Linked DNA regions of Strix aluco: region 1 is linked to region 2. Evidence: chromatin contacts called from public Hi-C data. All regions are on one chromosome and are shown on one strand. Each heading gives the region's core, a stretch centred on a gene start, on an enhancer-like site or on the middle of the called end of the contact. The rest is flanking DNA. Distances are from core to core; before and after follow the strand shown.

Region 1 (5,304 bases), core at 2,610-5,109, 340 kb after region 2:
GGCACAAGCATGCACTGGGTGAGGCTGCGCTCGCTGGCCTCCTCCTTCAGCGCGAAGGGCATGGGCTGGGTGTACACACAAGCAGCTGTGGCAACTTCCCAAACTTTCAGGATGCCTAACAAAAATGATGAGATAAATTATCTGTCAGAGCCACTGTTTCAGACAGTGATTGTGCAAAGAGTATAAAACAAACCCTGGCCTTGCCCACTAGAAAAAGCTACGCAGCCTTACGGCAGGACTGCGAAGACATCCAATCACAGTGGCACGAAGGGCCACAAAATCTTTCTTCTTCACTCCAAATCAAAACTTTACTGCAGTTTGAAAACATATAGAGTTAAAGCTCCACAGCATGCCTGATCAACCCTGCTCATCCACTGCTGTCGGAGGAACAACTCAGGAGGCGGCTCTGCCCTCCAGCCCTCTGTTCAGCCCGATAATTCTGCCACACACAGAACACACATCCCAGGAATGCAGCAACACTCACCTTTGCTGCCAGCTGTGACAAAGTGCAACCCTTGTTTCTTCACACCCAGCTGAGAGAAATCTCCTTTTTCAGGCAACAAGACAGCAGCTTCCACGCTCTGGAAGAGAGTTGGCCAACCACCAGCTGAGCACAAGGGACCGGAGTCCCGTTTCAGCAACCAGAGCTGTGCAACAACTTGCTAGAGCTGACAGACACCCCCTCACGCTCCTCTGCCTCAGGCTGTGGGGCTGCCCAGGACAGGCAGGCAGATGCAGTGAGAGAACAGAGCTTTTACACGACTGCCTTTCCCTCTTCCTCCAGCACTGGAGGCAGCAGTGGCAGATATTTCCTTAAACTGCCCAGACACAACCACACCAGGCAAGTAGAGAAAGAAAAGAAACAGCTCTGGAAAGCACAAGGGAGAGAAACTTGATTTCACAATATATAGGAACCTAAAGAGGGAGAAGTACTGTAGGACCATGACCTAGAAAACTACAAAGGATCTCAAAGGAATAAATGAAATGCAGCTTCACCTCATAGACAGGGACGGTTCGTTTACTTTCTCTGGTTTTCAGGTCCCACACCATGCAGATTTTATCACGGCCAGAACTGCAAGTTAAAAGAGCAGTTTCAGTGCTGAATCCATTCAACTCAGGCTCTGAGAACTCAAGCTGTGAGTGCAAATTTGGAATTGTAGGAGCTCAACATCCCTCTGAAGAGGCCCACGTGAAAGAAAGCACCAGCCTGCCATGTGGCAGCACAGCATATTGCCAGAAACAAGGGTGTTGACACCCTCAGTTACTCAGTTCTATGGTCAGGCAGAAACTGAACACTTGCAGGAGCCCTTCTCCTCACAGGAGGACCTTCCCAGACCCTACAGAAACACCCAGGCTCTGACAGGGTGAACGGGAAAGGCAAAGCCCCTGTAAGGTTTTACCTAATGAGTGTGTTTCCATCTGCAAACGCCAGCGAGGTGACAGCACTGAAGTGGCCATCCAGCATAGCAACACACTTGCTGGAATTCAGGTCCCAGATGCGGATTTTGTAGTCAATTGAGGAGGAGAAGAGTTGCAGCCGGGAGACGTCAGGGTGGAACTCAACAAGGCTAGACAGGAGGAGATGCATTTGAACAGGACAGGAATAAACTATCTGGTGTGCTGGCATTAGCCCAACATTTAAATAAATACACATTCTACGCAAGGAGTTCGACAGATCGACAGGAATTTATAAGAGGACTTTCTTTACAGGATTTCATTCCTCTGCCACCCACCACAAAAATTTACAACTGATCTTTGCCACTCTTTCCACATTCTTGGAGTACAGGAGTTAGCAAGCACAGATATTCCATTTAGATCCCAACAAATTTCTTGACTAAACTATTTCCTCTCTGGGCTAAAGTCAGTCATAGTGCTGCTCCTTCACTAGACATCTGAAAAAGCAGGAAGCAGAAGAGCCCAGAACCTGCCCAGAATGGGCTTTTATACTGCATTAACTCAAGACATTTCACATCAATCCCAGCATCCAAGCACCACACTAATGCCAACAACTGACAAATATGACTCATCCTTACTGTACAACTCCTGAAGATCCTTTTAGATTGTGCGTGCAGTACTGTTTGATCATATCCCAAATCTTAATGGTGCTGTCACAGCCACCTGGGAAAAGAAGGACATATAAAAATGAACTACGAAGGAGACATGCAGGAGGTCCAACGTATCAGCAAGTGTAAAATTTCATGGCTTGCAAAGTCAGCAGAAAGAAAAACGAATCCAATAACAACCACCCGTGCACAGAGAAGTCCATGGAGCACCTTACACTTTCAGAGAGCTGGGCAAAACCTAACTGCTCACAGTCAAACCTGAAGTACAATTAAGCTATAGGTCATGCCTGACCTCCTCCATCTCCGAGAGTCCCTGTTCTACACCGGGATAACTACACCGCACTGCCTCACAGATGCCTGATGTTTATCAGCATTTTACTAAGCTTATTTTAGACAAAACATCGAAAGGATCCTGTGTTGTCTGTCAAAACGCCATTTCTATCTGAGTAAAACGTCTTCTGATGACGTCTGAATTCAGGAGATCACTACCTCAGGCTGCATCCAGGTGAGCCAAATGATTTAAAAGCAGACGGGCCACTCAGTACCATTCCCCTCGCGTGACACTGAAATAGGGCCGTACCTGTGGCTAACAATGTTGAAGTAGAGTCGAAGGCCATGCTAGCCACTGGCGCGATATGCACGGCTTTCCACGTGCGAACACACTTGTTCTCTCGCCAGTTCCACTGCTTCAGCAACAGCGCTCGGCTCCCTGTCACGAGGATCTATGCAAAAGCAAGAAGCGTGATGATTACTAATTATTTCTTTCAGCATCCACAGGCAAAGCACAGAAGTGCCGGTTGCTATGACACTCTTGAAGCTCAGTCTCTCAGCATTCCTCTGTCTGACTCGAGCCCAGAAGGGGAGACAGATGGAAGTGCCTGAGATGACTCCGCAGAGATGTCTGGAAATGCAGAGCGCTTCCAGCAGCCTTCAGTGTCTGCTGGCTTTACCAGGAGGCCTGACAGAGCAGCACAGAAAACCACAAAGCAAACACGTACCTCATCATTGGGGCTGAGAACAAATGAACTGATATCCTCTTCATCGTCCTATAAAAATGAAAAGAAATCCACAGTTGAACCACCCGTGGAGCGCTCTCAGAGCTCCCTCTTGACATGCTTCTGCTGACTCCGAGTGCATCCAGCAGCTTCCAGCTGCGCTCAGGGACAACACAAATAACATCCGTGCCCAGAACCATTCTCATCCTCCCCTCCACTTCTCACTCTTGGGAGCTTTAAGTCAACAGCTAGTGTAAAACGCCCCAAGAGCCCTGGAAAATCCTCATCTCCAGTCGGTGGAGGATGGATCTCCTCACCTGCTGGAGGCTGTGGAGGGCTCCTGTTTCTACATCGATGACATTCAGCTTGGTCCCACAGGGGCAAAACATGAACTTGCCATCTCGGTTTATCTGGAGAAAACGGAATGGAAACCAGGAACGTTAAGGAACCGGTAGACGAGGTATTCCCAAACGTGACCCTCGCTGTCTCAGCACATTACCTGGACTCGCCCTCCTTTGTAGAAAGGTTCGATCTTCCTCGACACGACGTAGCTGGAAGGAAAAGGAGAGAAACGCGCAGATCGGCGGTTAAACAGAAACCGCGGCAGCCTGTTAGCTCCCGGCCATGAAGCCCCCGGGCAGCGCCCGCCACACGCGCCCAGCCCCGGCCATCCCGCCGCCCGGGACCGCCCCCCGGCCGCTCCTCACTTGCTCTTGAAGCGGACGGGGCTGGCGGCGGCCGCCGCCTCCATGGCTGACCCCGCCGCGCTCCGCGTGCCGGCCGCTTCCGGCGCTCCCGGTTGCTACGGGTGAAGGGCGCCACTTCCGGCGCACGCCAGTGACGCACGGCGCCACGCTGCGGAGGGGACGCCACCAGCGCCATCTTTAGTGAGGGCAGGAGGCGGCTCCACCCAATGGCGGCGAATACCCGGTATCCTCGTGCCAGAACGGGGGGGAGCCGGGCCCGGAGCAGCCCCAGCACCGCTCCCCAGTGCTCCAAAGCGTCTTCCAGCGGGGCATTCCCAGCCCACCTCAAGGAAGCGACTTCCCGGCCCCATCCACAGGGAAAAAGTGGGATTTTTAGATCACAGGAACAGCAAATAAGAGACTCGACGAACGAGCTTTCAAGTAATTAGTGTTTTATTGCATATAAAAATACATAACTGAATCTCTTCAAAGCGTTCCAGCTGTGCGTACGCCGGCAGCTCTGGCTCGGGAAGGCAGGACCAAGCTCTGCAGCCCGCGCAGATCAGCCCCAGGCCCAGCAGCACCGGTAGATCCGTCCACCCGGGGAGGCCGGGCACTGCCGGGCCGCGCTCGGCACCTGCTGGCAGAGGGAAAGATGTCTCTGAGGGAGAGCCGGTACCTCACCAGGCGTTAGTCCCCGGAACCTGCTCAGGACAGGGGCTATGGGAACACGGGTTTCATTCCCCACACCGTACCGTGGGCAATAAGCTTAATGTTCCCTATACTGTCGGCACAGTTATCTCACCAGGGGCCACAAGAGACCCCAAGTGATTTTCAGACTGCGCCTAGCGCCCGCAACTAACGCGAAGCGCCTTCCCAAGCCGCTCACCGAGGCCCTCCCCTCCGCACCCCACCCCACAGCGGCTCAGCCAGCACTAGAAAAAACACCCCAACATGCTTGTGGGGTTTTTTTTAAAAAAAAAAAAAAAAAAAAAGGACAAACTTAAGGAGCGCACAAAGCGAAAGACACAACACTCACCTCCCCGCGCTCGCCTCAGACTGAGCGCTACGCGCCTGCGCGACCCCTCGAGACTGAGCTCACACTCATGCGCTAGTGTGGCGCATGCGCACAGCGGACAGCGGCGCTACCCGCCCCACACCCTGTATAAGTAAGCGGAAGGCGCGGCTCTGCCCGGCAGCGTATTCCTCATTCATGGCGCGGGGCCCGCGCCGCCGGTGGTGCTCTCGCGAGATCTCGGCGTGGTATAAATAGCGAGCGGCGGGGCACCGCGGCCTTCTCCGCTGAGAGAGCACGTAAGGGCGGCGGCACGGAGGGAGGGATGGCGGCGAGGCCTGGGCCCATCCGTGCCCATCGGGGCCGTATCGGCCGCCGCGCTGCCCTTTCCTGCCCTTACGGTATCCCGGCTAACGCGTCTTTCTCTGCTTTAGCAAATGGCGGACGACGCCGGTGCTGCGGGAGGTGCAGGAGCGGCCCGAGGGGGCTTCCGCGGCGGCTTCGGGACCGGGCTGCGGGGCCGCGGCCGTGGCCGCGGGAGGGGC
Region 2 (5,225 bases), core at 756-3,255:
TTGTTTTCCCTTGGGTTCAAGCAACATCATGAAAATTCATGTTTGGGTGTTATCAGTGAAGGTACCTGCATTCCCTGACTGAATGTTCTGGTCACTCTGATTCAGCTTAGGCTTCTCACTGCTGCTTGGTAAAATTTAACCTCCTTCATGGTGAAACGTCCCTTTCTGCAGGGCAGTTTCACCTGCAAGTGACCTGCTGCTGCACACTGCAGAAAACTGAACCACAAAGCTGGAGCTTTCTGGCTGGATTTACCCTGTCCCTCCTCAGTGCCCAGGGTGGGGGACCCCACGACTTGGAGGGGGACCTGGCAGACCACAGACAGTTCCCTGCTCCTACAGTGTCCCACATGATGCTTAGGAAATCCAGAAACTCTTTCACCTCCCATGCCCCAGGCGTGCAATGAGGACAGCACCGGCTGTTCCCTTGCCCCTTGTCGACGGTGACAGCCAGGTCTCATGGCCAGTAAATGTCTGTACAGCACTTCACACCATGAAGCCCCAGTTTTTGGTGGTGCACTGGGTTATCTTTCTGTGAACCACCTCCCCTCCTCGCACAGCTCCCAGGGAGCCACGTAAAGGCTGTCATGGAAGTGGTTGACTTTCTCATGCCATTTTCCCTCAGCAAGGGCTTTCTGGAATCGTCCTTCACTCACGCAGCTCGCTCCCTGAAAACCCAACAACGTCGTTGTGGCCATAAGCAAGAGTCACTGACAAACACTCGAAGCCAAAATGCAACAGCTGCTGAAGAGGAGCACTAAGTGCTTCGGACAAACTGAAAAGAATACATCGCTGGGGTGAAAATGCACAAAATTAAAGTGCTGAGATTGAAATAAGGCATTTGGCAACATTGTCAAAGTTGAAAAATAAGTGTTAGACCAGAGTTCTCCACAATACAGCTACCCCCGGGGGGTACAATAGCCTGGACCTGACTTGCTATGTACATATCAAACCCAGCTAACTTATGTACCAGCTTTCTTCTCACACTCATCGGCCCCCAGCAGAGCCCATCTGAGCCGTTGTCTTTCATACCAACAGAGCTCAAAAGCAAGCTGAACTGAAAGAACGCCCTCGCTTCTGGCTTTCACGCAACACAACAGGATCATCGGGTCACAGTCGCGGATCAAACAGGAGAAAAGTGTTTGACAGCAAGTCTGTCAGAGAACAGCAGCTGCGAGCTGGCAGTAGAATAAGGCAGAACTAAACAGCATGTTTGAAATGAGAAGACGGTCACGCATTGCCTGCTGAGATGTGCAATTGTCTTGGGGCAGTTACGGAGATCTACCACCAAATATCCTAAATTGCGTAAGTTGTGAAACCAAAGCACAGGGAAATGAGGTTACTGGGAGATCAAGAGAGAACCATGAGCAACACGTGCCCTAAGTCAGACAAGTAATGGAGCAGAAAAAGACAAAATTAAGCACGCCCCGCTAGAAACAGCAAAAGGAAAGCAGCTGGGGCAAAGAAAGCAGGACTGGGACAGGATTCACCGAAGACCGCACAACACCGGCGGGGATACGCGAGCTCCTCTGCACACCTGAAAAATCACGCCGGGCCCTGCACAGAGTTTAAAAACCACCACACAAACCGCCCAAGGGAGGGGAACGAGGCGGCAGAAGCCACCGCAGCGCTGCCAGGCGGGCGGCAGCCCCCGGAGCTGCTCCGAGCAGCCCTGCAGCTGCCGCAGCCACCTCCCTAGAACGGGACCCCCTCACCCGGGCCACCGCGCAGCCCCTCCGCGGGCTGTCCGGCGCCCCCAGCCCTCACCCTCCCGCCCAGCGCGGCCCTTCCCCTCACAGAGCCCCCTCAGCGCCGGGCCCGGCCGGCTCCCCTCATCCGCGGGGCTCCCCTCAACCCGGCCCAGCCCCGCTCGTACCTGGCAGCAGCGGCGGCGGCCGGAGCGCCGGTGCCCGGCCCCGGCACATCGCGACCCCGGGCCTGCTCCCCCCTGGTCTAGCGGCCCCGCTGCCGCCCGGGCCAGAAGCCCCGCACCCGGCGTTCCCCGGGACTTGTAGTCCGGCGTGTCGCCTTCCGCCCGCTCCTCGCCCGGGTCTCCGTGACGTTAGGACTACAACTCCCAGCATCCCCCGCGGCTGAGCGCTGATTGGCTCTTTCCCAGTCACTCTATGTTACAACCACTGTTGCTACTGGCTCGGCGCGGCCTCCTCCAGGAACCAATCAGACGGCGGCAGACCACCGCCTCGGGCCACGCTGCGCCGCGCCGCGCCATTGGAGCGAGGAAGGGAGGTGACCAATGAGCGCAAGGGGAGGCGGGAGAGCGATCACGCCAACGGCTCGCGACTGGCCATCTCCTCACGCAGCCTGACCAATAGCGACCTGGGGGAAGTTATAAAGGCTGCAGCGGGGGAGGCGCCTGTCCTTTCCCGCCCAGAGGTGAGGGGGAGCGGGTGGCGGCGGGGCCGGTAACGGGGGGCGGGCCGGTGATGATCTTATCTACCTTTCTGACACCTCGTCTGAGGGCGGTGGGTGGCCGCGGCCCCTGCTGACGATCCCCGGCTGAGGCCCGAGGGAGCCGCGGCGGGGCCGGGCGCGGCGGTGCGGCCCGCTCTCACCGCGCTGCCTTCTCTCCTCAGGGCTCGGCGGGAACCGGATCGCACCGGCGAGAACAAGATGGTGGCGGCCTTGAGGGGGTGGTGAGGCGGGGGGGGAGATGAACGGCGGTGTGGGAGGCTTTCCCAGGGCCTGCTTGGGGCGGCCCGGGGACCGGCACCCCCCATGCCCGGAGCCGCCCGCCAGCTCTGCCTGCAGGCGGGGCGGGCAACTCCGGGGGCTTCGGGGAGGTAAAATGCGGCATCGCTTGTTTCTAGCGTACCCTGTGTTCCTGTAAGGTACTGCTGGGATCTGCAGCCGCAGGGGAAGCACGAGTGGGTCGCGGGTGGCTGAAACTGTGGCTGAAACAGCTGCTGTTCAAGGGGTAGCGTAGGCTGCAGGCTCCGGAGCCGAGCAAGCGGTGCAGCTCCGAGTATGACTAAAAAAAGGCGCTCTTAGGGTTGCTGTATCAAACGGGGGAGCTGCTGTTTCTGACGTTGTACAACCTGGGAGTAAGTTTTTAAAACACAAGCAGCAGAACTGCCCAAAGGTGAAGAAATCAAAAGTCATCGACTTTTACTCTACCACATGGGGTAGCTTAAGGTAAACACAGTGGATCTCCATTTGGCTTCTGTATTAGGTCAATTTTATGCCTTACAGATCTAATAAAAGTTTTCAAAAGACTTTTTGCTTCTGTTTTTCACCAATCCCACGGGTAAAGCCACAGACCAACTTCAAACTTTGCATTTGGGCACCCAGCAGACCATTTATACTATTACTATTCACTTTAAGGGAACCAGAGCATCTTAAAACGTGCTGCGGCTTGGCTTAGCCCAGCTCCCTTTTAATTTTTTTCTGGGGGCACTGGAGCACCCAGAGCTGCTAATGGAAGGGTCTAGATGGGTTCAAGAATGGGCTGAACTATGAATAATTAAACAGTGCACGTGTGTATGTTAGATGATCAAAAAAGCCATTGTAGCCACAAAGATTATTAAAAAATTTTTATTAACAGGAATGAAAAGCTGTAAACAAGAGCCAGCAAAAATGAGAAGTTGCATGTAATGCCGAGTCCTCTGGCTTGTTTGAATGCGCTGAACAATTAATTCTTTATCGCTTGGTGGCAGTAAAGGCCCATGTAAGAAGATGCCAAATAACAGTCTGAGGAGGAGCTTTAGGGCGAGGTCAGAGCGCGGGCTTTGGGAGACCAGTCTAGAGGGAACTTGAGACTGGGGGCTGAGTCTGGCTTAAAGTTCAGGTTTAATACCAGAAATGCAGTTGTGATGTCTCTGCTGTAGTAGAGTTGGCTCCCAACAGGCATATCGAAAGTACTCCAAAGGGTAGCATTTACATCTTCCTTATTTAAATTAGTTTTTAAATTGGTTTTGGTCCCACACTGAAGAAGAGTTGGCAGCTGTTTCTTCAAGACAGCGAGATGCAAGGGTGTCCCGCCCTGCCAGGGAGAGGGAAGGCAGCAACCTGATGGGAGTGTTAAGAATATTGCTGCTTATTTTTGCGACTCCCTGTAGCTTCTGGGGCAGCGTGTCCGTGCAGTGACTGGTGCCTCGGGACAGGGGCTGCTGCTGCACCGCTAAGGTCAGGCTTAGAGAAAATAGATCCAAAGTCAGACCTGGGCCCAGGGCAGGTCCTGGAGCTGCCTGACTGCTGTCCCGTGGCTCTGCTGGGCTGGCCCTCCCCTGCACACCTGCGATACCAAAATACTGGTACTTAGGTACTTAGCACACTTAGGGACTGCACAAAATCCCACTTTTCTTTTTTTCTTCACCTCAGCCAGCAAGCGTGTGCTACGCAGCCCAGAAGGAGAAGGGAGGTGGCTCTAAGATAAGCAGCTTCGTGTAGGAGACAAGGTCAGGCAGCAGTCGTGGGAGCACAGTGAAGCTCACCAAAGCAGCGGGAAACAGTGAGTTTTACAGATTCCTCTGTGCTTCTTGACAGTGCCCAAGCAACTTTCAGAGCCTTCCCTGTGTGCTGCTGCTACTTGCAAACAGATTTAAAAGTGTGCTTGTAGCAGGCGTTGCCACCTCTTAGAGCGGGTGAAGGTAAAGAGAGTTGTTGCAGTTATTTCAGAGAAAGTCTTGGATTTTAGGATCCTTGTTCATACTGTTGTGGTGCAATAACAGGTGAGCTGCTCATTTTCCTGTAGCTCTGAGGAGTCCCTGCCTGCCTGAATCCCAGCGGTAGCTGCAGGGGGGTCTTTGTGAAGGGCTGGAGCTAACACCCCCAGCAAAACATGGGGTAGGGGCATCTGAACTAACTGCTGAGAGAGCTGGGGAGCGAAGGATGAGTTATTTTAAACGGTCAATTTAGGGCAGTGCGGGGAAGTTCAGTGTAGCGGGCACCTGGAATTTTCAAATTAGAAAACTGCCAAAGGCCAAACACTTGATCCAGAATCAAATTTGTACTTAGAAGTGCAGCTTGTTTTAAAAAAAAAAAAAAAAAAACAAAGCCAAATGCCTGACACAGACCAAAGGGGTGAGGAGTCCATTGAACAGAGCTGGCAGGAGAGTCTGAAACCTGTAAAATCAATGCCTACAGCATTCCCCCCAGCTTTCTTCAGTTAAAAGAAAGAGCTGTCCCAAGAGAACTTTGAAGATATCAAAGCACTGTTGCAGTCTAAAAACGCTATCATCACACTTACATGAAGGTATTTAGAATAAGCT

Evidence for each region. Hi-C and Micro-C count contacts between places; a contact is called where the count stands out from the background.
Region 1: a Hi-C map of brain shows a contact between it and region 2, with 5 times the contacts expected there. The contact joins the promoter of TBL3 here to the promoter of TRAF7 in region 2. A contact is called at or near these places in 2 of 2 Hi-C or Micro-C datasets (brain and heart).

The regions. Positions count from the first base shown.
Region 1 is chr15:6,247,461-6,252,764 of bStrAlu1.hap1, forward strand. It overlaps TBL3 (transducin beta like 3), which reads right to left and starts at 3,860. Exons shown (of 22, transcript XM_074840968.1): 1 at 3,766-3,860; 2 at 3,558-3,609; 3 at 3,376-3,468; 4 at 3,062-3,109; 5 at 2,644-2,785; 6 at 2,034-2,118; 7 at 1,401-1,568; 8 at 997-1,072; 9 at 485-581; 10 at 1-115. The coding sequence starts at 3,809. LOC141930162 (a long non-coding RNA gene) reads right to left here and starts at 5,165. Exons shown (of 2, transcript XR_012625218.1): 1 at 4,784-5,165; 2 at 4,180-4,384. LOC141930559 (small nucleolar RNA ACA64) reads right to left here and starts at 4,587; the gene lies at 4,463-4,587. RPS2 (ribosomal protein S2) reads left to right here and starts at 5,166. Exons shown (of 7, transcript XM_074840593.1): 1 at 5,166-5,304. The coding sequence starts at 5,197.
Region 2 is chr15:5,912,969-5,918,193 of bStrAlu1.hap1, forward strand. TRAF7 (TNF receptor associated factor 7) reads right to left here and starts at 2,006. Exons shown (of 20, transcript XM_074841466.1): 1 at 1,874-2,006. It overlaps LOC141930298 (a long non-coding RNA gene), which reads left to right and starts at 2,166. Exons shown (of 2, transcript XR_012625254.1): 1 at 2,166-2,391; 2 at 2,592-3,228. It overlaps LOC141930558 (small nucleolar RNA SNORD60), which reads left to right and starts at 2,434; the gene lies at 2,434-2,523. It overlaps RAB26 (RAB26, member RAS oncogene family), which reads right to left. Exons shown (of 9, transcript XM_074841154.1): 9 at 3,533-5,225.